Linked DNA regions of Mus musculus: all the other regions are linked to region 4. A link is a contact called in public HiChIP or PLAC-seq data. All regions are on one chromosome and are shown on one strand. The core of a region is the stretch at or near the end of the contact, and the rest is flanking DNA. Distances in the headings are between cores, read along the strand shown. Region 1 overlaps Chrna9 (cholinergic receptor, nicotinic, alpha polypeptide 9). Region 2 holds the start of 4930480C01Rik (a long non-coding RNA gene). Region 3 overlaps Smim14 (small integral membrane protein 14). Region 4 has its middle 27 kb from the start of Pds5a. Region 5 has its middle 13 kb from the start of Ube2k. Region 6 has its middle 12 kb from the start of Gm32556. Region 7 holds the start of Smim14 (small integral membrane protein 14).

The links. HiChIP or PLAC-seq counts read pairs in DNA pulled down with a chosen protein or histone mark.
Region 1: an H3K27ac HiChIP or PLAC-seq map of embryonic stem cells shows a contact between it and region 4, with 5 read pairs. The contact joins two enhancer-like sites. A contact is called at or near these places in 5 of 115 datasets of contacts at active chromatin or transcription factors (embryonic stem cells, microglia and stem cell-derived neural progenitor cells) and 4 of 9 other capture datasets (adipose tissue, liver, macrophages and 1 more).
Region 2: an H3K27ac HiChIP or PLAC-seq map of T-cell acute lymphoblastic leukemia shows a contact between it and region 4, with 2.6 times the contacts expected there. The contact joins the promoter of 4930480C01Rik here to the enhancer-like site in region 4. A contact is called at or near these places in 2 of 15 datasets of contacts at CTCF or cohesin (the NIH/3T3 cell line and large pre-B cells), 9 of 484 Hi-C or Micro-C datasets (the Ba/F3 cell line, the G1E-ER4 cell line, the N1E-115 cell line and 5 more), 12 of 115 datasets of contacts at active chromatin or transcription factors (the NIH/3T3 cell line, T-cell acute lymphoblastic leukemia, bone marrow-derived macrophages and 5 more) and 4 of 9 other capture datasets (embryonic stem cells, liver, macrophages and 1 more).
Region 3: an H3K27ac HiChIP or PLAC-seq map of acute myeloid leukemia shows a contact between it and region 4, with 5 times the contacts expected there. The contact joins two enhancer-like sites. A contact is called at or near these places in 1 of 484 Hi-C or Micro-C datasets (nephron progenitors), 2 of 115 datasets of contacts at active chromatin or transcription factors (acute myeloid leukemia and pancreatic cancer cells) and 2 of 9 other capture datasets (adipose tissue and pancreatic islet).
Region 5: an H3K27ac HiChIP or PLAC-seq map of embryonic stem cells shows a contact between it and region 4, with 19 read pairs. The contact joins two enhancer-like sites. A contact is called at or near these places in 7 of 39 promoter capture datasets (fetal liver, frontonasal cranial neural crest, hematopoietic stem and progenitor cells and 3 more), 2 of 484 Hi-C or Micro-C datasets (embryonic stem cells and nephron progenitors), 9 of 115 datasets of contacts at active chromatin or transcription factors (the SCID.adh cell line, bone marrow-derived macrophages, effector CD8 T cells and 6 more) and 2 of 9 other capture datasets (adipose tissue and liver).
Region 6: an H3K4me3 HiChIP or PLAC-seq map of bone marrow-derived macrophages shows a contact between it and region 4, with 2.7 times the contacts expected there. The contact joins two enhancer-like sites. A contact is called at or near these places in 12 of 39 promoter capture datasets (the 3T3-L1 cell line, 3T3-L1-derived adipocytes, the C10 cell line and 7 more), 9 of 484 Hi-C or Micro-C datasets (CD8 central memory T cells, the N1E-115 cell line, bone marrow-derived macrophages and 5 more), 6 of 115 datasets of contacts at active chromatin or transcription factors (the 230-238 cell line, the NIH/3T3 cell line, bone marrow-derived macrophages and 3 more) and 2 of 9 other capture datasets (adipose tissue and liver).
Region 7: an H3K27ac HiChIP or PLAC-seq map of microglia shows a contact between it and region 4, with 4 times the contacts expected there. The contact joins the promoter of Smim14 here to the enhancer-like site in region 4. A contact is called at or near these places in 2 of 15 datasets of contacts at CTCF or cohesin (CD8 T cells and the NIH/3T3 cell line), 1 of 484 Hi-C or Micro-C datasets (nephron progenitors), 11 of 115 datasets of contacts at active chromatin or transcription factors (the 230-238 cell line, astrocytes, bone marrow-derived macrophages and 8 more) and 3 of 9 other capture datasets (adipose tissue, liver and pancreatic islet).

What each region holds. Positions count from the first base shown.
Region 1 is chr5:65,974,111-65,977,868 of GRCm38.p6, forward strand. It overlaps Chrna9 (cholinergic receptor, nicotinic, alpha polypeptide 9), which reads left to right. Exons shown (of 5, transcript NM_001081104.1): 5 at 2,596-3,376. The coding sequence ends at 3,137. Among named protein-coding and RNA genes, the nearest start is that of Chrna9, 8.9 kb to the left of the region's middle. Within about 2 kb of position 1,906, at least 10 of the 459 cell types and tissues checked have an H3K27ac peak or open chromatin away from gene starts, as enhancers often do. A contact at or near this core is called in embryonic stem cells, where this site is marked.
Region 2 is chr5:65,948,780-65,952,695 of GRCm38.p6, forward strand. It overlaps 4930480C01Rik (a long non-coding RNA gene), which reads left to right and starts at 2,564. Exons shown (of 2, transcript XR_376988.3): 1 at 2,564-2,680; 2 at 3,099-3,428. It also overlaps a transcript of Chrna9 not described here.
Region 3 is chr5:65,473,890-65,477,299 of GRCm38.p6, forward strand. All of the region lies in intron 1 of Smim14 (small integral membrane protein 14), which reads right to left. Among named protein-coding and RNA genes, the nearest start is that of Smim14, 17 kb to the right of the region's middle. Within about 2 kb of position 1,807, at least 48 of the 459 cell types and tissues checked have an H3K27ac peak or open chromatin away from gene starts, as enhancers often do. A contact at or near this core is called in acute myeloid leukemia, where this site is marked.
Region 4 is chr5:65,723,046-65,726,703 of GRCm38.p6, forward strand. No RefSeq gene overlaps it. Among named protein-coding and RNA genes, the nearest start is that of Pds5a, 27 kb to the left of the region's middle. Within about 2 kb of position 1,901, at least 335 of the 459 cell types and tissues checked have an H3K27ac peak or open chromatin away from gene starts, as enhancers often do. A contact at or near this core is called in the 230-238 cell line, the Ba/F3 cell line, CD8 T cells and 24 more, where this site is marked.
Region 5 is chr5:65,522,665-65,526,553 of GRCm38.p6, forward strand. It overlaps a transcript of Smim14 not described here. Among named protein-coding and RNA genes, the nearest start is that of Ube2k, 13 kb to the right of the region's middle. Within about 2 kb of position 2,392, at least 23 of the 459 cell types and tissues checked have an H3K27ac peak or open chromatin away from gene starts, as enhancers often do. A contact at or near this core is called in embryonic stem cells, epiblast stem cells and stem cell-derived epiblast-like cells, where this site is marked.
Region 6 is chr5:65,930,213-65,933,714 of GRCm38.p6, forward strand. No RefSeq gene overlaps it. Among named protein-coding and RNA genes, the nearest start is that of Gm32556, 12 kb to the left of the region's middle. Within about 2 kb of position 1,764, at least 16 of the 459 cell types and tissues checked have an H3K27ac peak or open chromatin away from gene starts, as enhancers often do. A contact at or near this core is called in the HPC-7 cell line and bone marrow-derived macrophages, where this site is marked.
Region 7 is chr5:65,490,652-65,494,442 of GRCm38.p6, forward strand. Smim14 (small integral membrane protein 14) reads right to left here and starts at 2,232. Exons shown (of 5, transcript NM_133697.4): 1 at 2,085-2,232.

The DNA of each region.
Region 1 (3,758 bases), core at 656-3,155, 250 kb after region 4:
ACTTTTTAATAAATAATAAGTGGATGTTAAACAATATTCTGAATGCTGTTCTGGGATGGAGAGCTGAGCCATCCTAACCTTAGAACAGGACTGTTTTCACTTCAGCGCAGGCTGGACTGAGAGCCGGGCCACTGCTGTCTCCCAGCAGGACTGTCAGCTCTCCAGAACTCTCAGCTCTCCAGGAAGACTCAAGCAGGACAAGCCAAGCTCTGGGCATGGCTTACAGTTTAAGATGGGTGGTTGCATTGAGTTGTTTTTGACTCAGTACAAAAGCAGAATTACCTCAAGGCCAGGCTGTCACTAACCACAATAAACCCAGGGACTCCACTGAAGCACTCACTGCCTGGCTGTCCCCTCAAGTCTCCACCCCATAAAAGCTACCCCTCGCTTTCTCTCCCTTGTCTCTCTCTGTCTTGCCGCTGCAGCTATATCACAGTAAAGCTAACACACACTACTCTGCCTCTGTCGTCAATAAGTTTGTTCACGGCTCATTTGTCACAGGACTGTCAACGCTGTCCTGGACCAGGCAATTTCCAAGTGTCTTGTCTCCATTTATAAGATAACCATATACATTTTCTCTTTCACCCATTAATGCAGTGAATTACATCAGTGGGCTTTCCTGTCTCAAATTTTGGATTCCTTAACCCAAGCCTACTTTTTCATGATCTATCACGACACTCTGGGGAGTGGGGATACATGTCAATGGACGAGCACTTGACTAATGTGTAGGAAGTCCCAAATTCAATATAACTACTGAAAAATAAATAAATAAAAAGTCACCATGTAGGGCTCTTGCCTAACATGAAAGAAAACCTGGGTTCAATCCCCACCACCACATACAACCAAGCATGATAATGCACGCCCATAATTAGAGGATTAGAGAGAGGTTCATGATCAACCTCAGCTTTGTGACAAATTCAAGGTCAGTCTGAGCTAATCTGAAATTTTGTCTAAAAAATGATAAATAATGCTGGGTGGTGGTGGCGCACATCTTTCATCCCAGCACTTGGGAGGCAGAGGCAGGCAGATTTCTGAGTTCGAAGCCAGCCTGGTCTACAGAGTGAGTTCCAGGATAGCCAGAGCTATACAGAAAAACCCTGTCTCAAAAAAACCAATCAATCAATAAATACAAATAAAAATATATTAAATAATTTTATTACATAAAACTTTCCAAATATGTCTGTAGGAGAAATGAGGCACTACTCTTTTCTTACCATTTTTCAGGATTAAAACTCCTGCTTTCCTCTCCTCTCCCCATGAGTGACCTTATTAAAGATTTAGCTGTTTGCCAGACATGGTAGTGCTTGTCTTAATCCAAGAACTCAGGAGGCAGAGGTAGGCAGATCTCTGAGTTCAAGGCCAGCCTGGTCTACAAATGAGTTCCAGGACAGCAGGGCTACATAGAAAAATTCTGTCTCAAAACAAAACAAAACAAAACAAACAACAAAAGATTTATCAATTTTATTACTGTTTCTGTTTTTGAAAGTGGCTCTAATGTTGCCCAGGCTAACCCTTACTTCCTGGCACAAGCATCCTTCTGCTTCTACTTCCTGAGATACTGAGATTACAGATGTATATTTTGGTCCAGTCTTATTCCTCTTTTCAAAAGCCTGCCCCTGGCTTTGTTTGTAGGGAATGAGGGTGGGGACTGGGTGGGGCTGGGGCTGGGGATTGGGGGGGGGGGGGCTGAGGCGGGGCTGAGGTGGGGTTGGGGTTGGGGCTGCGGGTGGGGGCCCATGGTCATTCACTCACATCCGGGTCCTGCTGAGGCAAGGGCAGACCTCCCTTTTGCTCTCCATCTTACCGCGTTGAGGCATGAAGGTCACCATTTCCTTTAGGCTGGCTGGTCTGTGAGCCTTGGGGCTCTGCCTGCCTCTGCCCACCAGCGCTGGAGGCATAGGCACGCGGAGCCATATGTGCTTTTCTACTTGGATGCTGGGGACTCAAACTCGGGTTCCGGTGCTTATAGAGCATGTGATCTCACCCGCGGAATCATCTCATCCTTCGGCTTTAATTGCTAGTCTGTTTTGCCTGTTTTGTTCAGTGTTTATTTCATTTACATGTACCTTCCTATGTCTTTCTTCCTTCTCCGCTTTTCCTGTACTTTTGCCTTAGGCAAAGAAATCACATTTAAGGACAGCTGCTAGTTGTCTCCTTTCTCAGGCTATAGGGATTGTTTTCCATAACCATGAGGCCTGGGGGTATTCTAAGAACAGTCAAGGGCCATTGTTGTCTGTTGGATGAGATTGGACTGGTTTTTCACATGCTGGTAAACGTTGGTGAGCTGTTTAGATCACAGTCCAGGGTGGTTGAGAGTGTCATTTCTGTTATGGCTCCTGTACCTTTGTAAGTTGGAGACTGACTACGCTTGTTTTATAGAGCACAAAGTTCAAGTACACACTTTGCTTTGGGTCTGAGTCTGAGTCTAGTCGGGGTAATGATTCTGGATTTCAAACTTAGAAAGTCAGATAAGAAAGACTCTACTGCTGACCACCAGGGTACACCTATTTCTTCGGAATGGTGTCTGGTTCTTTTTTCATTGAATATGAAGAGATATAAAAATGAACTTAGCTGGTGGTGTTCCTTTCATTCCAGGAAAATACTACATAGCTACCATGGCCTTGATCACCGCCTCCACAGCCCTTACCATCATGGTGATGAATATCCACTTCTGTGGGGCGGAAGCCCGGCCAGTACCACACTGGGCCAAGGTGGTCATCCTGAAATACATGTCCAGGATCTTGTTTGTCTACGATGTGGGTGAGAGCTGCCTTAGCCCCCGTCACAGCCAGGAGCCAGAACAAATCACGAAGGTTTATGGCAAACTTCCAGGGTCCAACCTGAAAGCATCCAGAAACAAAGACCTTTCCAGAAAGAAGGAACTGAGAAAACTCCTAAAGAATGACCTAGGGTACCAGGGTGGGATCCCCCAGAATACTGACAGCTACTGTGCACGCTATGAAGCACTGACAAAAAATATTGAATACATTGCCAAATGTCTCAAGGACCACAAGGCCACCAACTCCAAGGGCAGCGAGTGGAAGAAGGTCGCCAAGGTCATAGACCGTTTCTTCATGTGGATTTTCTTCGCTATGGTGTTTGTCATGACCGTCTTGATCATAGCAAGAGCAGATTAGAAAGAAAGAGGAGGAGTGGGTTGGTAGGCATTCGATATTTGGAGAAAAAAAAATCAATAAATTTCACGTGTGATCTCCACCAGTGTTTGAGTTCAATTGCTGTTCATACATAATTTAGGGATAGGTTCGGTATGCTTTTATTCTTAACTTCAATCAATATCGTAGCTGCGTGTCAGGTTAAATCAAGCAGGAGATGAAAACTTTCAAGGATAAAGGGATGAAGGAAGAAAGTGAGAAAGGAGCCTCTTCACAACCTCCCATGATGGGGAGAGGTGGCCCTCACAGCCTCCCATTTTAGGGAGTGGCAGCTCTCAGTTTATGTAATTCTTTTTTTTTTAAAAGATTTACTTATTATTATACATAAGTACACTGTAGCTGTCTTCAGATGCACCAGAAGAGGGCCTCGAATCTCATTGCAGGTGGTTGTGAGCCACCATGTGGTTGCTGGGATTTGAACTCAGGACCTTCGGAAGAACAGTCAGTGCCCTTACCCGCTGAGCCATCTCTCCAGCCCTTATGTAATTCTTTATCTCTTTATTATTGCAGATAACAAAACACGGTGAGTTCCTACTTAAGATTTAAAGCAAGAAAAGACAAAACAATTCATTCTCTCTTATCTCT
Region 2 (3,916 bases), core at 1,314-3,813, 230 kb after region 4:
TGGCTCCTGAGGTTCACACACGTGTTATCTCATGAACTCAGGCCGGTGAGATGGCTCAGCGGGTAAAGATGCTGTCTATGAGTCTGATGCCCAGGCCCTCATGGTGAAAGTTGAGAACTGACTCCCACAAGCTGTCCTCTGACCTTCACACCTGTGCCATGACATGCACAGATGTCCCTCCACTGCATATACAATGAATTAACAAATGCAGGAGACATCTTATTCTTACGTGTGAAGATAAGCTGGGGAGGCTGGATTCCCAGCTCAGCGGTAGAGCACTTACTTGCCTGGTGAGCTGGAGGGGCAGTTTTGTCCCTGGTGCTCCCCCCACCCACAGCACGGAGTCACAAGCACAGATTAGTTTAATATTGGTAAAATGGTTATACAGCCATACAGCTGGCCTGGTGGCGTACACCTTTAATCTCAGCACTTGGGAGGCAGAGGCAGGCAGATTTCTGAGTTCGAGGCCAGCCAGCCAGGGCTATACAGAGAAACCCTGTCTTGAAAAAAAAACCCAAAAACAAACAAACAAACAAACAAACAAAAACAAAAAGAAAAACAAAGCTATACAATGTTCAGGATCTTTGAAACTCTTTTTGTTTTTTTGATAGTCAGGCACGGTAGCACAAGACTGTACTCCCAGTACTAGGGAGGTAGGGGCAGGAGGATGGCAAGTTCAAGATCAGCCTGGTCACATGGCAAAAGTATCTCAGAAAACAAGGACAAAAAAATATTTTGTATTAAAATGATCATGACAGCACTATAAATGGTAATAGACTGAAAATAACCAAAATAGATCTGTTAGATAGATAGATAGATAGATAGATAGATAGATAGATAGATAGATAGATAGATAGATAGATAGATAGATAAGCTTGCTATATGATGCAGATTTTAGTAAACAGTTGGAAAATTTTGTCAGACAGGTAAATTCAGTATTAATCTTGATGTAAATGCCAGAATTATTCTTAACAATGTTCAGAATTTGGAGGAAGAAAATATTTCCAGGCCGGAGAGATGGCACAGAGGTTCTGGATAAAGGTGGAAGGAGAAACGAGACTCCACAGACAGGTTGTCTCACTGTCAAATGTCAGCTATGTTCAGTCTCTCCCTGCCTCTACCATGCGCATAATAAAGAGAGACGTAAAAGAAAATACCCCAAAGGGAGGAGAGATGGCTCAGCAGTTCAGAGCACCAGCTGCTCTTGCAGAATATTGGGGTTTGGTTTTCAGCACCCACATGATGGCTCACATCTGCCTATAACTTCAAGGGGCCCAACATCCTCTTTTGGCCTCTGAGGGCACCAGGAACACATATGGTTCACATACATGCACACAGGCAAACCACTAAAAAAAACCAAGAAAAGTAAAAATAAAGAGAAAATATCCCCAAGAGACAACAGTGGTTGTCTCTGATAATGAGATTATAGGAGACTTTTTGTGCCTCTAGATCGTTTGTTTTCATATTTTTCTTTTTTTTTTTTCTGGAATAAGCATGTATTATTTTGTGATGTGAAAGAAGAAAGGAGAGAGAGAGAGAGAGAAAACCATGCCATGCATGGCTGGCCTGAGTCACAAGCTGAATTCTCATGTTTAAATTAGTTTCAGAAACAAGGAGTGGTTTCTAGGCAACGGGCTTGGGAACTCATGGTCACTGCCATTGTTGCTACAGCGTGTGTGCGTGTCTTCGAGAAACTGCACTGGATGAATGCAGACCCGCTAAGGAGAAACAAGCTTTGCCACCCAGTTTTGGTCATGGGGACTTGAGTTACTGTGACCCTAGGGGCAGACAGTTGCCAACGATTTTTTTTTAATTTATTACTAATAAATGACTGAGTTAATGAGGATTGTCATAGGCGAGAAATCTGACAGAAATCTCAGTCATTTCAGAGGGTGTGGGAAACCGAGGGGGGGGGGGGAGCCAAAGCCAATGCCCCCACGCACACCACAATAGCTTTGCCGTGAACTCAGGCCGCCAGGGGCTGTGCCAGACAGATTGCATCTTAAGATGTGAAAAGATTGCTTCACAGTCTCTGTAGTCGTTTACTGTCATTACAGGCAATCCTGGGCAGCCAGGGGGCTTTTAATCGAGAGGAAACACTGAAAACTGGAACCAGGGCAATAAAAGCCTTGGCCCTCACTGTGGACTCTGAAGGGGGCGGAGCCAAGAACCTTATTGTTTCCAGGGCCCTTGTTCTTCCCCCAAGCGCCCACAGAAGGCGTTACTCAGCCCAGGAAGTGTATTCTGTTGACATTGACTACTATATTTTCAGCAAGAAAAGGCGAGTTTCTGAAAAAAATAGTGTCAGAGCTCGGCCCTCTTGTGGCAGAATCTCACATGGTCCAAGATGGCCTGGAACTCTATGTAGCTGGGGGATTGGGAGTGGGGGTGGGGCGATGGGGAGGGGGTGGGGGAAATGGGGGGTGGTGCTGGTCTTGGTTCACTTTATTGCTTCCTTACGCACCCATGATTCATATTCTTTCTCTTTCTCTCACTGTGTGATGTCACCTGCCATGTTATGACACAACACAAAGGCTCTCAGGAGATGCAGCTGCCTAAGATACTGGAACTGTGAGCTATATAACCTTCCTTTCTTTACAACGTATCCAGCCCTAAGTATTTTGTTACGGCAAATCAGACAAATAGAAGGACTAGTATTTACTCGGCCTTTTCTTATGAGGTAATTCTTCAGGACAGGCACGTTTTCATCTTTGTACTCTGGGCTTATCGTACATAGGCTGACCCTACATAGGTTTGTGCTTATCCACTACTCTTCTTGTTTTTTTGTCAGTGATGGGGGCTTCCGTATGGTAGGCAAACACTGTATGACTGAGCTACATCTCCATGTCTCACGGTCTTGAGTGACAAATGCAGCCTGCTTCAGTTTGAATGTGGTTTGAGTGTTCCCTTAAAGGTTTATGCTGGAAGCTACGCCCCCTAGTGGGCCAGTAAAGGATGACATAGAACATTTGAGAGTAGTGCAGTGGCCCGGAGATGGTCAGTGGTTTGTTAGGGGTAATTCACTTGGAGGGGATTCAGGGACTTTTCAGTGGTTTGTGGTGAAAGTCTAATTCTCTCTCTGGCTTCTTGTCTGGCAGTATGGTGGCCTCTGCCATGAGGTCTCTCTAGGACCCAACAGATACTGACACATGCCCTTGAATCTCTAGAGACTCGTGATCTCTGCCTCCTGTGACATCCCAGCCTGGGGCTCCATGGACTCCCTCTTTTCCTAACCTCTCATCGGGAAGATAAATCAACCCCATTCCCCTGTGGTCTACTCCCTCGGCAATACTTAACTCGTTTACCACAGCTTAGCTTACAAGTGTGCCTTTTTTTTTTCCAGACAGTCCACAAACGCACTGATAAAGCAAATATTCTCTTATGAGCCCTGTGCTCTGCTTTCAATAAATGTGTTCAGTACAGATTGAGTAGCGAGAGTTTTGTTGTTGTTTGTATAGGCAGGCTCTTGCCATGCAGCCCAGGCTGGTCTAAAACTCACGATCCCCCTGCCTCAGCCTCTCAAATACTGGGGTTACAGGCCTCTGCCACTAAGTTTGGGTTAGTCTTTAAATTCTTACAGAACTGACTTCCTAGTGTCTGTTCACACTGTAAACGTCTCTAGCCACCTCTCCTTGGCCAAACATTTATTCTTATTTAAAAAGGGTCACCACAATCCTTGATTCCTGTGGTGTTGCAGTTTGAGGTAGGTAAACCTGGAATCTTCTGCCCAGGAGCTTACAGTCTTGTGCATATATTGACTTGGCTGTTTTTCTGGATTTGGATCTAGGGTGGAGCCCACATCTGTTTAGCTTCTTCCATTCTGCCTGGAACCTGCCAGCTCCGAGGCCAAGCAGGGATCTGCTCTGACAAGCTGCGTGTGATGCTGGTGGGAACAAGTACCTGGTGTCTCTAGCAG
Region 3 (3,410 bases), core at 557-3,056, 250 kb before region 4:
TTGATTCCTTAAAGAAACAAACTTACTTGTTTATTGCTTGTTTGTAACCAGCAATAAGTATCAAGAACAACTAGCAGTAAGTATCAAGAGCAAAGCAGCGAGCAAAGCAGCCGACCGTGCCAGTCTTCAGATCAACTCATTTCAAGAGCCCGGCAAGTACAGAAATGGCAACCTTCTTCTAATCCACTGTCTTGCCCCAGAGGCACCAGAGGAACAGCCTGGTTCTACACCCTTTTATGTGAAACCTAAAAATACAAACTCTGCACTTAAGGCCTTGCCAAAACACTGCAGTACCCATCTTAATGTTCACACATTTTAGAATAGAATATTAAAACTAACATGTCTCAGGTTAAGGGCTTATATAAAAAGAACTTAACGCTTTTCTTTTCCTTCAAGAGCTTTGCCACTTTTATCAACAGCACAGGGTATACACTGCTAACTATATAGTAATACAGTCACACAGATATTACTACTCTAGTATGTGAGCATAATCTATTTTAAAAACTCTTTCCTAAGACACAATCTCTTAAGATGTTCAAGAACATCCAAGGGGCACACTACACTGAAACCATTAATTTTCTTTTTGAACAAGATCTCGCTTTACAGCTATGACTAGCTTGCAACTGGCTATGCAGACCAAACTGGCCTTGAATTCGCAGAGATCTGTTTGCCTGTCTCCTGAGTGCTTAAAGGTGTGCAACACCACAAAACCCTTTGCTAGGATGTTAAGGCTCCAAAACTGTTTCTTGGTTTTTCTTCCCAAATTTTAATGACACTGAACATCTTGTCAATTTATCCTTTTTCAAATTCTTTTTGTCTAACTGAGTCCAGGGGTATTCTCTATTATTAGCTTTTAATCACCTATCATGTAAAATTAAGAATTTTTTTATAGGGCTGGAAAAATGGCTCAATGGTTAAGAGCCCTTGCTGCTTGTCTCTAGGACCCAAGTTTGGTTTCCAGAAGCCATGTCAAGTGGTTGACACTGGCTGTAATTCTACATCAAGGAATCCTATGTCCTCCTCTGGCCTGGAGACACACGCAGGTACATGTATGCGTTGCCCACACAGACATACACAGCTTACTTGCTTTTCTCTGACCTAAGTGGCTCCAACGTTGTATTTGAAAGTAGGGGAGGGAAGGACGAGCTCAGCATGTGTAGCACAAGCTCTGTAAGCCTAATGGCCTGGGCCTGAACCAAGATACTGTGAAGGAGAGGACCGACTCCCACACTGTTCCCCTGGCCTCCACAGATACAACACAGTATACGTGCATGCACACACTCAGATCTCTCTCTCATATATACAGTCATTCGTACATACAGATGCAAACACACAAAGTAAATTTTAAAATAACATTAAAAATAAATTATCTAAATCCAAGCACTTGGGAGGTAGTGGTAAGTACTTCTCTCGTTCAAAGCCATACTACTACTGGTCTACAGAGAATTCTAGGAAAGCCAAGGCTATACTGAGAAACCTGGTCTAAAGATGAGATAGGTAGGTAGATAGATAGATAGATAGATAGATAGATAGATAGATAGATGGATGGATGGACGGACGGACGGACGGACGGATGGAAAGGGAGGGAGGGAGGGAGGGAGGGAGGGATGTGGCCCATACCCTCAATCTCAGGGGGCAGGAGTTCAAGGCCAGGCTGATGTACTCAGCAAATACCAGGTCAGACATGCTATACGGTTAAGACTCTTCTCAAAATACTTGTTTTAGAGTAGGGTCTGGGGCACAAGGTATAGTTCCAGCTTTTTGGGAAGCTAAAGCCATAAGGTTCCATGTTCAGGATGTCTGGTCAAAGCCAGTCTGACCAGCTTACCAGGAAAAAAAAAATGTTCTCTGCTCCAAGGCCCCCACATGACTGCAGCTTGAATGTTCCTCAATTTTTGAGACTTTATTCTAAAAATATTCATCCTCATTCAACCTTTCTTTTGTCGATCATGGATTCTCTTTCTTCAATAAATGCTTGTTCTCTACTCCAAGAGGGATCTTGAGAAGGCTAAACAGAGAAACTCTGTCTTCTCACACACACACACACACACACACACACACACACACACTCGGGAGGGGAGGAGGGGTGACACTTTCAGTTTCCTCTTAAGAAAGAAGCTAGAAATTTCCATGTTCAATGTGAAATTCTTGTGGTTGAGGCTTTAAAAAACTATGCAGGGCTTGCACACAGCCAGAATTTAAACTGGGGAAGTGAAAAGAGGGATAGTATTTGAAATAATCATAGTGGTCAGAAGATAATAATTCCCCTTATTTTTCTATTTGAATGAAATTATATTTTGGCACATGGGTATGTATATTTTCATATACATGTTCATATCTGCACATACATGTGAATGAGAGATGTTGGCTGAAAAAATGTTGGGTGACTAGAGAGATGGTTTGGTGGCTAAGACTACTAGCTGCTCTTTCAGAGTAGTCAAGGTAGATTCCCAACACCCATGCTGAACTCCAGCTCTAGGGGACTGCATCCCCATTTCTGGCCTCTGAGGGGACCTACATTCATGTAGAGCACAAGCTCTCATGCACACTCAAGCACACACACACACATATACACACCCCAATAAAAGTAAATTACATCTTTTCTTTTTTTTTTTAAATGCTGGCTGATGCGATGGCTAGAAAGGCTGCTGCCAAACGACCTGACCTGAGTTCATGAGAACCACCAGGTAGGAGAGAACTGACTCCTAAACGCTGTCCTCTGCCCTCGGCCATGCCATGTACCAGAGTACACACATGGACATACACATGCACACACACAATTACTGCCTAAAAACTCCAAAACAAACCAAAGCCCTATACATTAAGCCACCCTGTCACTTAGTAACTAAAGGACACTTGTTTATAAAGAGATAAACACAAACAGCCCAAATCCTCACCATCTTGGTATTTGAAAGCATTCTATAACTGTTTACCTACAGGTTATGTGCCTAGGGGACAGAAATAATATGTCTCAGTGTACTGTGAGGGAGAGAATAGCATAAACAGGTAGGCCCCACTGTATGAGAAGATAAGGGCCGCATGAGCCAGAATGTGAGTTCTGGGTTAATCTAGATGCAACACAAGTATATCTCTCAAAACTGTGTCTTCTGAATTTACATGTGTATGTTCTAAAGACTTCTATTTTGGGGGCTGGCAAGATAGCCAGAGCTACTGGGCACTGGTGGCGCACACCTTTAATCCCAGCACTCGGGAGGCAGAGGCAGAGGCAGGCAGATTTCTGAGTTCGAGGCCAGCCTGGTCTACAGAGTGAGTTCCAGGACAGCCAGGGCTACACAGAGAAACCCTGTCTCGAAAAACAAAAAACAAAAAACAAAACAAAACAAACAAAAAGGTGGCCAGAGCTATTAAGAGCACTTTTGAGAGTTCTTTTAGAAGGCTTGGGTTCAATT
Region 4 (3,658 bases), core at 651-3,150:
AGCCTGGTCTATAAAAGCCATTGTCACAGTAGCTTTGTGACAAAGATGCTGCTGGGGTCATAGGGTGCAAATTAGCGAATGCCCCCATGAGCTGCTCTAGAAAGGTTGTGGGCAACTCATCTGGTCTCTGCTTAACCTCATGTACCCTGGTCAAATTTGTGGGTCATCATGCAGCCCCTGAGACCTGCCAGTGGAGTCTGGTGGTGGATCTTTGGGCGCCCCTTACCTTTTGCCATATTGAAGTCCCAGTCAGGTCTAGTCAGGGAAAGCCCACTGTCCACGACAGCCTGGTCAATCGATGGTGCCCTCATGTCTGAGGGGGTATTCATTCTGGCTTCTGGCTTCCTTGCATTATAAATAAAACAGTCTCAAAGAGATTAACTGGCCCTTTGAAAAAGGGGGTGGGGGTGGGGGTGGGGGTTAGGCCTTCCAATTGTACAAGTTGGCCAAAGAGAAGGGCCAATATTGCATAGCCTGGTTGCCCTTTTTCAGAGGCCCATGTGCCCTTAATGGGAGAGCCACCATGGTATCAGGGGAGGTGGTTCTCAGGTCTCCTCCTGATCCTCCCTCCAGTAAAAGGGGGTGCAATGGCCTTGGTCTCATATGGGCTGAGGATCCCAGAAATGGTACTGGCACTGGTGAGGCCTTGGGGGCGAGGGTAGGGAGATTTGGAGGAGGAGGGTCTTAGAGTAACAGGTCCGCTGTTGAAGGATCTTGGAGGATCAAAATTTTAGGTCCGGATCCCTCCTCCTGCTCTTCCTTCTTCCTGATGGTCAGAACCTGTGAGGTGGCTCTTGAGAAAGAAAGGCTTTTATCTAGGTGTGTGTGTGGGGGGAGGGCTCCTCCACTAGATTCTTCTAGGTAACTATAAAGGGCCCTTGGTCCGGGTGCCTGAAGGATCCTGGCCTAAAGACTCTCTCCTCTACTGCTTTGATCACCTGCAAGTCAAAAAGTCCCTACAAGTGGGTCATGCAGAGAAGCAAAGAGTAACTAACTTGTCTTTTAGTCTGTCCAATATCCAAAAAAATGTCATCAGTCTAAGTCCAAGAACACAGAACAAAGTACTAACAAACACAAACTGTATCTGCCTCCTGAGTGCCAGGGGGAATCTGTGAGTTCCAGGCCAGCCTGGTCTACAGAGTGAATTTCGGGACTGAGGATGTAGCTCAGTGGCAGATCATTTACCTAGCATCTCTGAGGTACTAAGTTTAATTCCCAACACCACAAAAACAGACTAAAGAAAACTGATAGACCACATTTACACCTAATGAGATACAGTACCTAGTCTCTAGAGTGAGCAAGCTACTGAGATACAGGTAGACAGCAAGAGATGGATAGTGATAGGCTCCCTGGCGCCTCATAGACACCGCCCCCCTCGCCCCGCCCCGCCCCCTCCCCGGGAGTAAAATTACGGCTCAACAGGGAACCGAGAAAGAACTGAAAAAACCGGCCGGAAGGCAGTCCAGTTCTCTTGAAGCTGCTTCCTCCTTGTTTTTTAAAGAGACCTCCAGAAACTCTGTCATTCCCCCTAACCCCCGCCCCCATCTCCACCCCCAAGCACCTACTTCCTGCACAAAATAGGAATGAGACTGGGTGGGAAGATCCTGGAGGCGCTCAGGGCTTTGGGTTGTTCTAGTCTGCTGAATCTCCATTGCCAGTGAGAGATCTTTGCATCTTCGGTGGGACTCCACCCCCCTGCTCCCCCAACACGTACATTCACACAGCCACCCTCGTGCTGTAGGCGGGACACCCCCAACACACATTCACACAGCCACCCTCGTGCTGTAGGCGGGACTCCCCCCACCCCCAACACACATTCACACAGCCACCCTCGTGCTGTTTAGCCTGAATAGCCGGAGGAAATTGTTCTCTCTTTCCAATGCAATAGGCAGGCCAGATCTCAAGACCGACCTCTACCGGTAACTGGTAACCGCCCTTTGCTTCTAGATCTGTAACCAGATTCAAGTCCCAGCAGGCCTCTAAAAGTGAGGTAGCAACTGAAACCTGTGAAGAGGTATACTGGGCTAGAAAGAATTGTTTGAATAGACACGTTTATACCATCAGAGATCCAGGGAACGTGTGTGAGAAAGGCTTTTAGAGATGTTGGGTAACGGTGAAAAAAAAAAACAAAAAAAAAAAACATAAACCCGAATCTGGCTAGTTTAAATACCAACCTACTAAGTGATTCTAAGGTTAATAGTGTCACCATGGGAGTTCCAAAAGTCATTACTGGTGGGCCCAGAAGCTCATGTTCTCAGGAGAGAGTTTGAGGCCAGCCTGGGTATTGGGAGTCTGCTATGTTCCAACCATAGACTGCCATGTTTGTGTCTTTCCACAATGTCAGAATTTATTGACTAACAATACATTTACAAGCTACAGCGATTTTGTTGCCTGAAATTTTCCACGTTGTTTCTATTCCCCTTGATAAATGATTAACAAGCACAAGTTTGTTTTTTTTTCCCCTAATCTATTTGTAGTTTTAATTTTGTGTGTGGTATTACATATGTATGTGTGTGGAGGCCTGAAGTTAGTTAATTACTTTCTACCATTAAAATTTTGGGGGTGGGAGGATGGGGCTGGATGGCTGGCTCAGTGATTAAGAGAACTTGTTGCTCCTGCAGAGGATCTGTGTTCAATTAGAGCACCTACGTGTTGCCTCACAACCATCTGTAACTTTAAATTCAGGAGATCTAATGGGCCCACGGAGCACCAGACACACACTTGGTATGTGTACATATGTGCAGGCAAAACACATACACATAAAATAAATCTTAAAGAATTAAAATATTTATTATTTTTAATTAGGTATATGTATATGTATCTATACATAGGTATGTGCGTGAGTATGGGGTTCCACTGGGTATTAGATTTCATACAGATAGAATTACAGGTGATTGTGAGCTGTCTAATGGGGAGGCTGAGAAATGAGCAATATTCACTCTTTACTACTGAGCCATCTATTCAAACCCTCCCTATTAATTTATTTACTTATTTTTGAGATAGGATCTCAATACATATACATATACATACACATACACATATACATATACATCCCTGCTGGCCTAGAACTTGCTATGTAGACCAAGCTGGCCTTGAACTTGCAGAGATCTGACTGCCTCTGTTTGTCCAGGGTTAGCATTAAAGGCATATTCTCTCATGCCTGGGCAGTCACCTTTATTTTTTAAGATAAGGTCTTAGTTAGAGTTTTCTATGCTGTGATAGAACACTATAGCCAAAATCAATGTGAGGAAATGACTTATATGGCTTATACTTCTATCACAGTCCATTGTCTAAGAAGGTCAGGACAGGATTAAATAGGGTGGGAACCTGGAGGCAGGAGCTGATGCAAAGGCCATGGAGGAGTGCTACTTAATGGCTTATTCTTTTTTTGTTGTTTTGTTTTTTTGTTTTGTTTTTTGAGACAGGGTTTCTCTGTATAGCCCTGGCTGTCCTGGAACTCACTCTGTAGACCAGGCTGGCCTTGAACTCAGAAATCTGCCTGCCTCTGCCTCCCAAGTGCTGGGATTAAAGGCATGCGCCACCACCGCCCAGCTTAATGACTTACTCTTTTTTTTTTTAAGATTTATTTATTATTATACATAAGTACACTCTAGCTGTCTTCAGACACACCAGAAGAGGGCGTCAGATCTCATTACAG
Region 5 (3,889 bases), core at 1,142-3,641, 200 kb before region 4:
AGTTTACAGCTGAATGTCATGGAGGCATTCCTCAAGGGAGGCTCCTTTCTCTGTGATAACTCCACCTTGTGTCAAGCTGACACACAAAACTAGCCAGTATGTAAAAGACTCTGGGCTTGCTCAACCCTCAATATTGTGATAAACAAATAAATATGTGCCTAGGTATGCTATAAGGAGGCTTGATTCTTCTCCCCTACTAAAATGTAAAATAATACTAGGGCTGGAGAGATGGCTCAGTGGTTAAGAGTCCTGGCTGCTTTTCCAGGGGACTTGTGTTTCAATTCCCAGTACCAACATGACAGTTCACAACTGCCTGTAACTCATGTTCTGGGGGGTCTGACACCTTCATATATACATGCAGGCAAAACACCAGAGCACATAAAATAAAATAATTTTAAAAATACCGACTGCATTTTTACAGTTGGGTTTTTACTTTTTGTTTTGGGTATTCGACCCAGGGCCTCGTACATGCCATGCAGCTGTGTAGGCCTGAGCTAGGTTCCCATCCATTCCCAGAGACAGTTCTGGAGGGACCAGGCACACAGCTCACTGGTAGAATGTGTAGATAGCATGTACCTAGTTCAATTTCCAGCACCACCAATTATTTAATATATTTAAAAATCTTAGCCTTGCTGGGTGGTAGTAGTACAAGGCTTTAATCCCAGCACTTGAGAAGCTGAGGTCAGCCTGGTCTACAGTGTGAGTTCCAAGACAGCCAGGGTTACAGAGAGAAGTTCTATCTCAAAATAAACAGATTAGCCTGGCTATGTACTCGTTGTTGTTGTTGTTTGTTTGTTTTTAAAGATTTATTTATTTATTATATGTAAGTACACTGTAGCTGTCTTCAGACACACCAGAAGAGGGCGTCAGATCTCGTTACGGATGGTTGTGAGCCACCATGTGGTTGCTGGGACTTGAACACTGGACCTTTGGAAGAGCAGTCGGGTACTCTTACCCACTGAGCCATCACACCAGCCCGTACTCATTGTTGTTATTCATCACTGTTATTCCTATAGAAATAGATCAAGAAAATAATGTGGCTTTACATCCTTATTTTTAGAGGCATCTGATCAGATATTAAATGGTAAGAAGGGTGGGTGATCACCTAACTTGTTTTGAAATATAACTCTTTAGCCCTTTGTAAAAAATCTCTGCAGTTTTACTAATTAAACATTTTCTTAGCCAGGCAGTGCTTTAATGCGCTTTCTTAGCACATGCCTTAACCCCAGCACTTGGGAGGCAGAGGCAGGTAGATCTCTGAGTTTGAGGTCAGCCTGGTCTACAGAGTGAGTTCAAGGACAGCCAGGGCTACACAGAGAAACCCTGTCTCTAAAAACAAAACAAAACAAAACAGACAAAAACAAAACAAAACAAAACAACAAAACCAAACCATTTTCTCAAATGGTTTACTATGAAAGAGCAAAGAATGCTTATTAAACTTGTAGATAACAATTAGTGATAGACTGATGTACACAGAGTTCTAGGCTGGCTAGGGCTTCATAGTGAGACCCTGTCTCAAAAATAAAACTAACTTGTAGATAACAAGATGGTGATTAGGGGCTGGTGAGATGGCTCAGTGTGTAAGAGCACTGGACTGATCTTCTGAAGGTCCTGAGTTCAAGTCCCAGCAACCACATGGTGGCTCACAACCATCCATAAGGAGATCTGACTCCCTCTTCTGGAGTTTCTGAGGACAGCTACAGTGTACTTACATTAAATCAATCAATCAATCAATCTTAAAAAAAAAGATGGTGATTAGGAGGTAATAAGCTGAGTACAAATCTAAAGAGGCTGATCATAGAGTGACTCAATGGATTGGTATGTGCACTTAAAAACAACAAACCCTGCTGCACCAATACCCAATGAGGAGAACCCGATTTACCTGTATTTCAAGTGAAATAAAATTAGAACTTCTTAAATACATGCTCACAATCATCACTTACCATTTAGTATTACTACTCTAAGCACTTGCTTATTATTGTGTAAGAGCTACACAGCAATGATTGGTAGGACCCATTATACCAACTATAACCTAACTGATGCAGGATCAACTATGGTCCTCACACAAAATGCTGTGAGCAGAGGAAAGAACTCAGTGGTGGAGTGTTTGCTCAGTAGTTGTGTCACGGTTTGAACATGAACTGTCCTCCCAGGCTCATGTATGTGAACACTTGGGCCCAGCTAGCAGCATTAGGTGTGGAACCTTTAGGTAGTAATGCTTAGTTGGCTGATGTGGGTTACTAGTGGGGAGGCCTAAGGATTATGGTCCAGTTGCAGGTCCATTAGAAACTCTGTTCTCTGATCTGCCAGCCAGCATGTAATGAGTTGTACTACAAGCTCCAAATATCATGGTTGAGTCACCGTGTACCACGCCTTCCCTGCCATGATTGCTCTGTATCCCCTGAATCACGAGCCAAAATACACCTCTTTAGGTTGTTTCTGTCAGGTATTATGTCATGTCACTTAGCATAAAGCCATGGATTTGATTCCAAGAAACACACGCATACACAGCAAAGCACACCAAGAGATAAAATAGCATTGTGTTTATTCCCAAACTGCTTCATTGAACAAAGGAATCCTGGAGACTTTTTTTGGCCAGCCCACACATATTCATACAGAGAGGCCTGGGTTACTTAGTTTAAATCAAGAAGGGAAGATGAGAGACATTTCTTTGAATATGCTCAGCTCAAGGACATAGAGAAGGAATTCAAAACATTAAAAGAGTGGTCCTGAATGTGTCAGCACTTGCTTAGTTTGCATCCTAAAGGTGGCACTTGATCTGTTTTTTAAGCTTCAGGTAAGGTACAAAAAGGCACAAGTATTACTGACACAAAATCCAGCTCTCATCTATTGGGAATAAGAGTTTATTCTGGAGTCAAAAATGAATGATCTTGACCCAGGATTTGGATCTCCCCAAATAGCATGGCCCACTGTGGAAGCAGTTTCATCAAATTTTCATAACAGAACAAAGAAAGTAATAAATCAAGGCATTTAAACAATGTATTGATGGGAACATGAGAAAGATATAGGTCTCTGATGGCTTGTTTAGTCCCTTGGTGGAGATAGGTTTCTGTCAAGTTCTGTTCAAAAGTTTTCATCAGCTTAGGGGGAGGTTCGGTGTGACACAGGTGGTGGGCAATGAAAAGCTCCTTGCGGGGTGCTAAAGACAGCCCAAGTTACATTCTAATTAGGTCCTAGACCTGCAACATTCCAAACTCTCCAGGCGCTGAGCCTTTAGTCAGTCAATCAGACTTTGTAGACACAGCTTCTTTTCAGGAATTCTCCCTCACAATAGACAGATTATTTCCCGAGTCGATCTAATCCCCCAGTGAACTGGTCTCTGAAGGAGGTTTTACTTTGTATGCCAATTTAGGTTGTATCTAATGCCCAAGGTGATTATGTTTTATGGCCAGTTTAATTTCTACATCAGGATGCTTTAGAGCTGGTTCCTTTCCGAAAGGACCTTCCATATACGTGCTTGAGCTTCCTTTGGGGGAAGCTCTGACTATGGTTTACGGTGGCAATGCAGGGCCACTGAGACAGTCTCACTGTGTAACCTTGGCTGGCCTGTTTCTATGTAGATTAGTCTGGCCTCAGATTCACAAGGGATCCACCTGCCTCTGTCTCCCTCTGCTGGGATGAAAGGTATGCACTATCACACCTGGCTTATTGTTAGGCTCTGAGACTAGCAGCAGTTTGCCCTAGCTTCTCAAGTGTTGGGGTCACAAGCAGAGAACCCCCCCCCCCCACATACACACCAGCAGTGTTATACTGTCATAGTCACTTTAGGACAAAATCCTATCCTACTGTACAAATATTTTGTCATATAAAAATCCTTTTTAGTTGTCTTCACCAAAAGTAGTCAGATGTGGTGGTGCAGTTTCAAACT
Region 6 (3,502 bases), core at 514-3,013, 210 kb after region 4:
AGAAATTTGGCCAAGAAAGACAAAGGCTCAGTAAACAAGACTCGAGCGGGGTCCAAAGGAAGTGGTCCAAAGGCAAAGTTTGAGACAAGCCCAACAGGCTGACAAATTCAGTGAGATGTTCTATAAGCATCTCACCCCAGCTGTTCTCTGCAGGAGGCTGGGGATGCAGTTCCCTGGCCAAGGTAGCCATTCAACGATTCAAAGTCCACCACACCAGTTCAGAGTGCCAAGCTCAGTGGTTTATTCCAGAAAGACTAAGAGTGACGTTGTCCCAGCTGCTGGAGAAGGCATACAAACAGACTTGACCAACTGTGCCAGGCAGTGAGCTTAAAATTACAAACCAAACAAACCAAACCAAACCAAACCAAAACAAACCAAAACAAACCAAACCAAAACAAAACAAAACAAAACAAAACAAAACAAAACAAAACAAAACAAACTAAAACAATTAGTGTAAGTTGGTTGTGGTAACTGGTGTCCATAATCCCTGTACTAGAAAAATGGAGGGCTGGAGAGATGGCTCAGTGGTTAAGAACACTGACTGCTCTTCCAGAGGACCTGAGTTCAATTCCCAGCCACCACATGGTGGGTCACAAACATCTGTAATGAGATCTGATGCCCTCTTCTGGTGTGTCTGAAGACAACTACAGTATACTCATATGCATAAAAAAATAAATAAATCCAGTCTGGGCTACAGAGTGAGCCCTGTCCAAGAGAACAAAGAAATGATAACAACAACGAATCCAGCAAACATCAGCTGAAAAGGAGTTCATGATTGTCCCTTTGCTGTCCACAGATAAAGTCAGGAAGACAGTGCTGGGAGTACTTGAATATAATGGAACTGGGAAGTGGGTGTACAAGTAGTTGGTGATGTGCCGCTGAGCACTGGAGCTGAGCACGCTAGGGTTTGAATCATTGCCCACCACCTCTTGGAGGATGACTTTGGATAAGCTGTTCCATACACACAAACTGTGGGGAACTCTGTTTTGTTACCTTAAAGGCTGTAAGGCTGTATTATGTGGCCCTTGATCCTAGTACGTGATCAGTAAAATGCTCCATCTGTTAGTTGATATCAAAGGGGTCTCTTCCTGCCCCTCCCACGTGCTCCTTTTATTTTTAGCTCCCGTTCATCCCATTAGCGCTTTTATCATGTCTGCGGAGGGCTGAGGAGAAGTAAATGCCAAGATGGTATTAGATGAGTTGAGAAGAGGAGGAAGGACAGGGAAGGAAGAGGCAGGAGGACGCGGTTTAAACTTGTGACTTCTGACTACATAAAACCAGGAAGGAGACTGTGGGAAGTCTTAGGCCTACAGGAAATGTTTGGCCTGGCCTGGGAGAGAATGGGTTTTCTGTTTAGTCTCCGATTGGCCAAGAAATGTAAACGTGGCAGTGAATCCAGAAGAGCAGCGTCAGGTGGCAGTTATACCTCCAACATCAGGAGACAAAGGGACACCTTTCCATGGCTGGCACTGTACCTTCTCTGTCTGTTTTCTCCAATTCATGTGTCATTAGTGAACGACTCCTGTCGTTTTGACCCAGACTGAGATTTGCTTCACATCTGCAGGTGACATTTAATACCTGAAGGATGGAATTGTGCCTAACTCATGATTTTCTTTTGTTCCAGTGCCTGACCCACAAGCCAAGCAAATGACTTGCTGTGGAAGGTCAGTCTCTCTCACAGCTCTTTACTAACCCTGTTTGTCTTGTAGCTCTAATTTTGTAGTTCAGAAAATTTGCAGGGATTTAAGCACAGTTAGCGCCTCTATGCAAATCATATCTTATACAGAGCCCCAAAGGGGAACTCTTGGGCTGTATCCAGCCCACAAATATTAGCTTTAATGGTGCTCTAAAAATATATTTTTAAACCAATGTTTTAAAATTAGGAGATCTTATTTGCTAAAAGGCTGATTTCCGACTTATTTTGAACATCAGCAGATGTGGGCACAAAACCTCAACTTTTGCATCACAGTATTATCCAGGATGAAAGAGGTACCCCTTAAAATGTAGTCCCTAGGGACCAGCAAGGTGGCTCAGTGGATAAAGGAACATACTACCAAGTGTAATGTCCTGAGTTTGAGTCTCAAGTTCTACACGGTGGAAGGAAAGAGCCAACTCTCACAAGTGTTCCCTGACCTACACACATGCTGTGGTATCCAATGCCCCAACATATACACATATGTAATAAGTACATGGGTAAATAGAAGATACATAAATACATGTAATTTTATGTGTTATGATTCCCCCATGCTTTATGGTTCATACTTTGCAGGATTCACTGACTTACCTTCCTGTCTGGTCTTTTGGGCAGAGATTGTTACCTGTTGCCCATTAGTACATTCTTTCCTTCTATTAGCACAATAGTTTTAGGTTTATGACTTCCCAGATAGGACTACATTTCCCAGGCTCCCTTGCAGCTAGGTATGGACATATGACTAATTGTTAGTCAGTGGAACTGATGTGTGGAACCTTTAGCAATGTTTTTAAAGAAAGGTATAATGTCACCTCTTGCTCCTTTTCTTCTTCTTGTCAGATGAGCTATAGAAACAATAGTGGAAGCCAGAGCAGCCGTTTGACATCTCAAGACAAAAGCTATACATTGAGACTTGCAGAGCCAAAAGATGGTAGAAACTGGATCTCCATCACCCTGGGTCATCATCTCCACCACCAGATCTGTAAAAAGTTTGCTTAGATTCTTATATCAGAGAAATGAACTCCGAGGCTAGGGTAGTGTTTCAGTTGGTAAAGAGCTTGCCTAACATGTATGAAGCCTTGGGTTTGATCCTCAGTAAACCAAGGACAGTGGCACATACTGAAGTTCCAGGACAGAGGACATAAAGACAGGAATTCATCCCCAGCTACATAGTGGGTTTGAAGTCAGCCTGAGACATGTAAGAAAGAAAAGAAAAAGACTCCATTTATATATAACCTCAATTGCATCTTTAAAAAAAAAAGATTTATTTATTTATTTTATGTATATAAATATCCTCTAGCTGTCTTCAGACACACTAGAAGAAGGTGTCAGATCCCATTACAGAAGGTTTTGGGCCACTGTGTGGTTGCTGGGAACTGAACTCAGGACCTCTGAAAGAGCAGTCAGTGCTCTTAACCGCTGAGCCATCTCTTCAGCCCAGTTGTATTTATTTTTAAAGATTTATTTGTGTGTATGTGTGTGTGTGTGTGTGTGAGAGAGAGAGAGAGAGAGAGTCACATGTGTGCTGGTACCTGCATAGGCCAGAGGAGGGCATCAGATCCCCTGGAGCTGAAGTTTCGAGCTGACTGGCAGGAGCTGGAAACCAAATTTGAGTCTTCAGAAGAATAGTAAATGGTCATAAACACGGATCCATCTCTTCCATCCTTTCATTTGTCTTCTAACTAATATATTCCTGTATGCTCTACACGGAGTCATGGTCCATGCTCTAGACCAAGAAACTGGAATTGGTTTACAAAGGAAAAGACCCTTCATGATTCTCCAAATTGTTTCTGCTTGTCAGTTAGACATGTG
Region 7 (3,791 bases), core at 982-3,481, 230 kb before region 4:
CCTCCAGACTCTTATGGACTGGGATGGTAACAGGTGCCTGCATGTGGAATACAGTATAACTAAGGGTTAAACCTAAACTTCCCTGTGAAGTCATTAGATACAAAAAACTTCAGTAACATTCCACATTGCACTTGCTGCCTGGATTGTTTAACAAGCCAAGTAAGCCTACACGCCATTCGGTGTCTGTTTTACTAAATCTCACAGTATCACCAAGAGACATAGGGGGAAAACTTTCCACACCATGGCTTTAATAACTACTGCTTTTCCAACATGGTGGAATTTCACCCTAAAAGGTCCATAGGCCATAGCTGCAAATACATACGTACATACATACATACATACATACATAACTCAAAAAAGTACCGGTATGTAAAGCCACAGCGAGGGGTGGCTCTGAGATTACAGCACTAACTACTCTTCCAGAGGACCTGGGTTTGGTTCCCAGCAACACAGCCACTCATAATCCTCTGTAACTTCAATCCCAAGGATCCACCACCTCCTTGAGCACCCAGGAATGCACAAGGTGCACAAACATACATATAGGCAAAATACCCATTAACATTAAATAAAATAAATAAGTAAATAACAAATGTAGTATGATACCATATTTTTGTAAAGCAATTGCAAAAGCATCTTGAAGGATATGAACTAACATTCCGGCAAGAGGAGAGACGCGATTATCATTCTTTCCTCCTCATGTACTTCTATAAACATCTCCTCCAATCACTACAAAAACATCTCACAAAACAAAAAATATTGTTTTAGAATAGTAAAAAGGGTGAGGGTTTTTTAAAAAAATCTGAAAAGGGGGAAGTGCAAAAAGAAAATTCTCCTTTGTCTATATCATCAAGATTCCAAGTATGGGAGAAAAAAAAGAGGGAAAATCCATGATCTACACAGGAGGAAAAGATTTGATACGAGGTCCGTTACTGCCCAAGGGCACACCCTTCAAAGATAGGGGTCTAAATTCCTAAGACTTCTTCCCAGATTTGATGGACAGCAATCAATCTGTTTCCTCGTTCCTTCCTGCTGCTTTCCACAGAAACACTATAAGTATCTTGGAGAGGGGGAAATGTCCCTTTTCGAAAACACGATGGAACATCCAGGCTTGGTTTTCTGGTCTGAGTGCGGAGGGCAAAAGGGTGGGCGGCTACACTGAAGGAATCTGCGCGAGCAGGGAGTCACCTGAAGCAGGAGCACGCAGCTGCTTCCCCTAACCTCCACAGCAGACACAGGGCAGCGAGCGTTTCCAGACTAGAACCCTTGGTAAACTGTAGGTTTTTCCCAATTCTGGTACGGATAGCTGCCAAGTGACACCACAACACAAAATCGGGAGGGTGTCTTCCACACATGCAGGTATAAATGCTTCCTGAAGCTCATCAGGCGCTCCAGCTGTAAACCCAGGGCACTCCATTACTAAGGCCGCATCCTCGGCTTTTCCAACTGGGGCAACTAAAAGCATCCTGCCGCCTCGCTACAGTTAGCAAGTATCATCTTGGCTAAAATCCTAACGTTTAAGCAGCCACTTCGGAAAACTTCGGCTTTAAGCAGCGACACGGATCTCAAACCATTGCCAGGCTGTTGCCCTGCATTCCTTCCGATAACGGTGCTGCTACCTGCTCCATTGTCAGCCCCGGCTCCACGTACTGAACCAACAGAACTGAACCAACAGAAAAGGGGAATCCTTTAAATCCGCAACACAATGGAGGCTAAAGAAGAGCTCTGGCTTTTAGGATGGCAGCTACCAACACACCACAACAAAAGGGCCCCGTCCGGGTGACTTCATCGAACCCACCAGGCAAACGCCACCGCCCGGCCTTCGGGGTGACTGTCCCTAACCCCCTGCACGCCCGCGCCGCCTATGGGGCCCTAAAAGTGAAAGCACCCGGACTGCGGGTGCCTGTGCAGCCCAGCTGCAGGCTGCCGGGCCAGCGGCTGCGGGCTCCCCGGGTGCAGCGCCCAGCCAAAGGCGCCCGCTCCGCCGCAGCGGTCCCCGGGTGCGCGCGGCCACAGAAGTGGCGACGCCAAGAGGGTCGCCGAGGAGGGCGGTGGGCCGGGGAGAGAGGGGGGGACGGGACACTCACCCGCCCAAAACAGCGGCGGGCGGGGAGGGTGGCGGCCGGGAGCGTTCCGGACGCCGCTGTCGCTGCCGATGCTGCTGGCCGCCGGCCTCCTCCCCTCTGTTTGGATTCGATAGACCACGTCACTCTTAGCCACGAGACCCGGATCTGCGGGCTCCCCGAGGGCGGCGCAACAGATTGTAGCACCCGGAGCCGCTCGTGACCCTACCTAGGGAGCATGCGCGTGTCGCGCGGGCCACCTGCGTCGGAGGGGGGCGGCTCCCGCAGCTCCGGCGCTGACGTGCGTGGGCGCGCCCGGCGTGGGGGAGGCAGTTCCGGTGTGGCGGGGTGGGGTTGCTCCACCGAGAAGGAAGGGCAACCCGGCTGTTAAGTTGTCCCACGTCGCCTCCGTGCTGTCTTCCGTGGTCATGATCATCTGACGTGTCTGTCTGTTTGTCGAGGGAATGGCTTCTGTCCACGGCGGTGTTTAGTCATACTTAGGCGGAGGGGCGCGCGCACAAATTGATGACTGCTGAGACCCGGTCTACCTGCAGAGGTGGCGGTGGGAGTTCATCATCAGGCACGCGTGAAAATCGGAACTCGAAGATTACAGAAGCATGTCAGCTGGGAGGTGGGGAGGGATGAGTGATCCTGATGACGTTCGGATTTTGGATTGGAAAACAGACCTAAATTAAGTTCAACCTTAACCTTAAAAGAGAGATGTTAGAAGCCGGATGTGATGGCTCAACAGCAGAAGCAGAGACAGGCTGGTTTGCAGAGCGAGTTGCAGGACAGCCAGGGCTGCATTGAGAAACCCTGGGGGAGTGGGTGGGAGTATGTGAATTTGAGCCCAGCCAGTGCAGCATAGAATATGTCTGGGTTTTTTTGTTTTTTGTTTTTAAAAGTGAGGGGAGCCTAGCCATGGGTTTGCCCTCCTAGTGGAGGAGGGAATGTGGCCAAAGGAGGTAGCAGCACACCATTCTTGGGCTTGGAAGTTAGGAAGCAGTATTTCAACAATCCAAAGACAGCTTAATTCCCATGTAAGAAAGGACGGGAAATACCAGCAAATTGAAGTGTGGAGCCTGATAAGCAAAAAGAGCACCTCTGGAAGCAGCTGTGGCAGCCGTAATTCTACAGATGTATCCAATGACCTCGAGGAACTCTGGACGAAACTAAGCATATTTTTATAAGAAAGTACAAGAAAAAAATTATCCTGAGAATCTAAAGTCTGGACAAAAAATAGTGAACGGCAGAAAACATCCACTTGGAATTTCATTTTCTTCCCTAATAGTTTAACAATCTGACAACAAAAAAAGAAAAACAAAACCCTTTAAAACAGTGCTGCACAGTCTGTCTTTGGCTACATGGTTCACAATCCGTGTTCTACTGAGGTATGGCCTGCTTTCTTTGGTAAGGTTACAAGTTAGAAAAGAAAACAAAACCCGACCAGCGAAAACAAGCAGGGGAGCTCTGTCTTCCCTGGTACACACTGTAACTACAAAATTTCAATGAAGAAACATCCCATATTTAAAACAGAGGAAAGAAACCTTCATGATTCTCAGTGGCTGAGCTGAGAAAAACAAAACTGCTCCGGGAAGTGATGGCACATCCCCTTAATCCCAGCACGAGGAAGGGAAGGTCTGTGGAACTCTTGAGTTTAAGGCTCCCTGGTCCATAGAGTTCCAGGAGAGCCAGGGCTACACAGAGAAGCCCTGTCTTGAAAAAACAAAA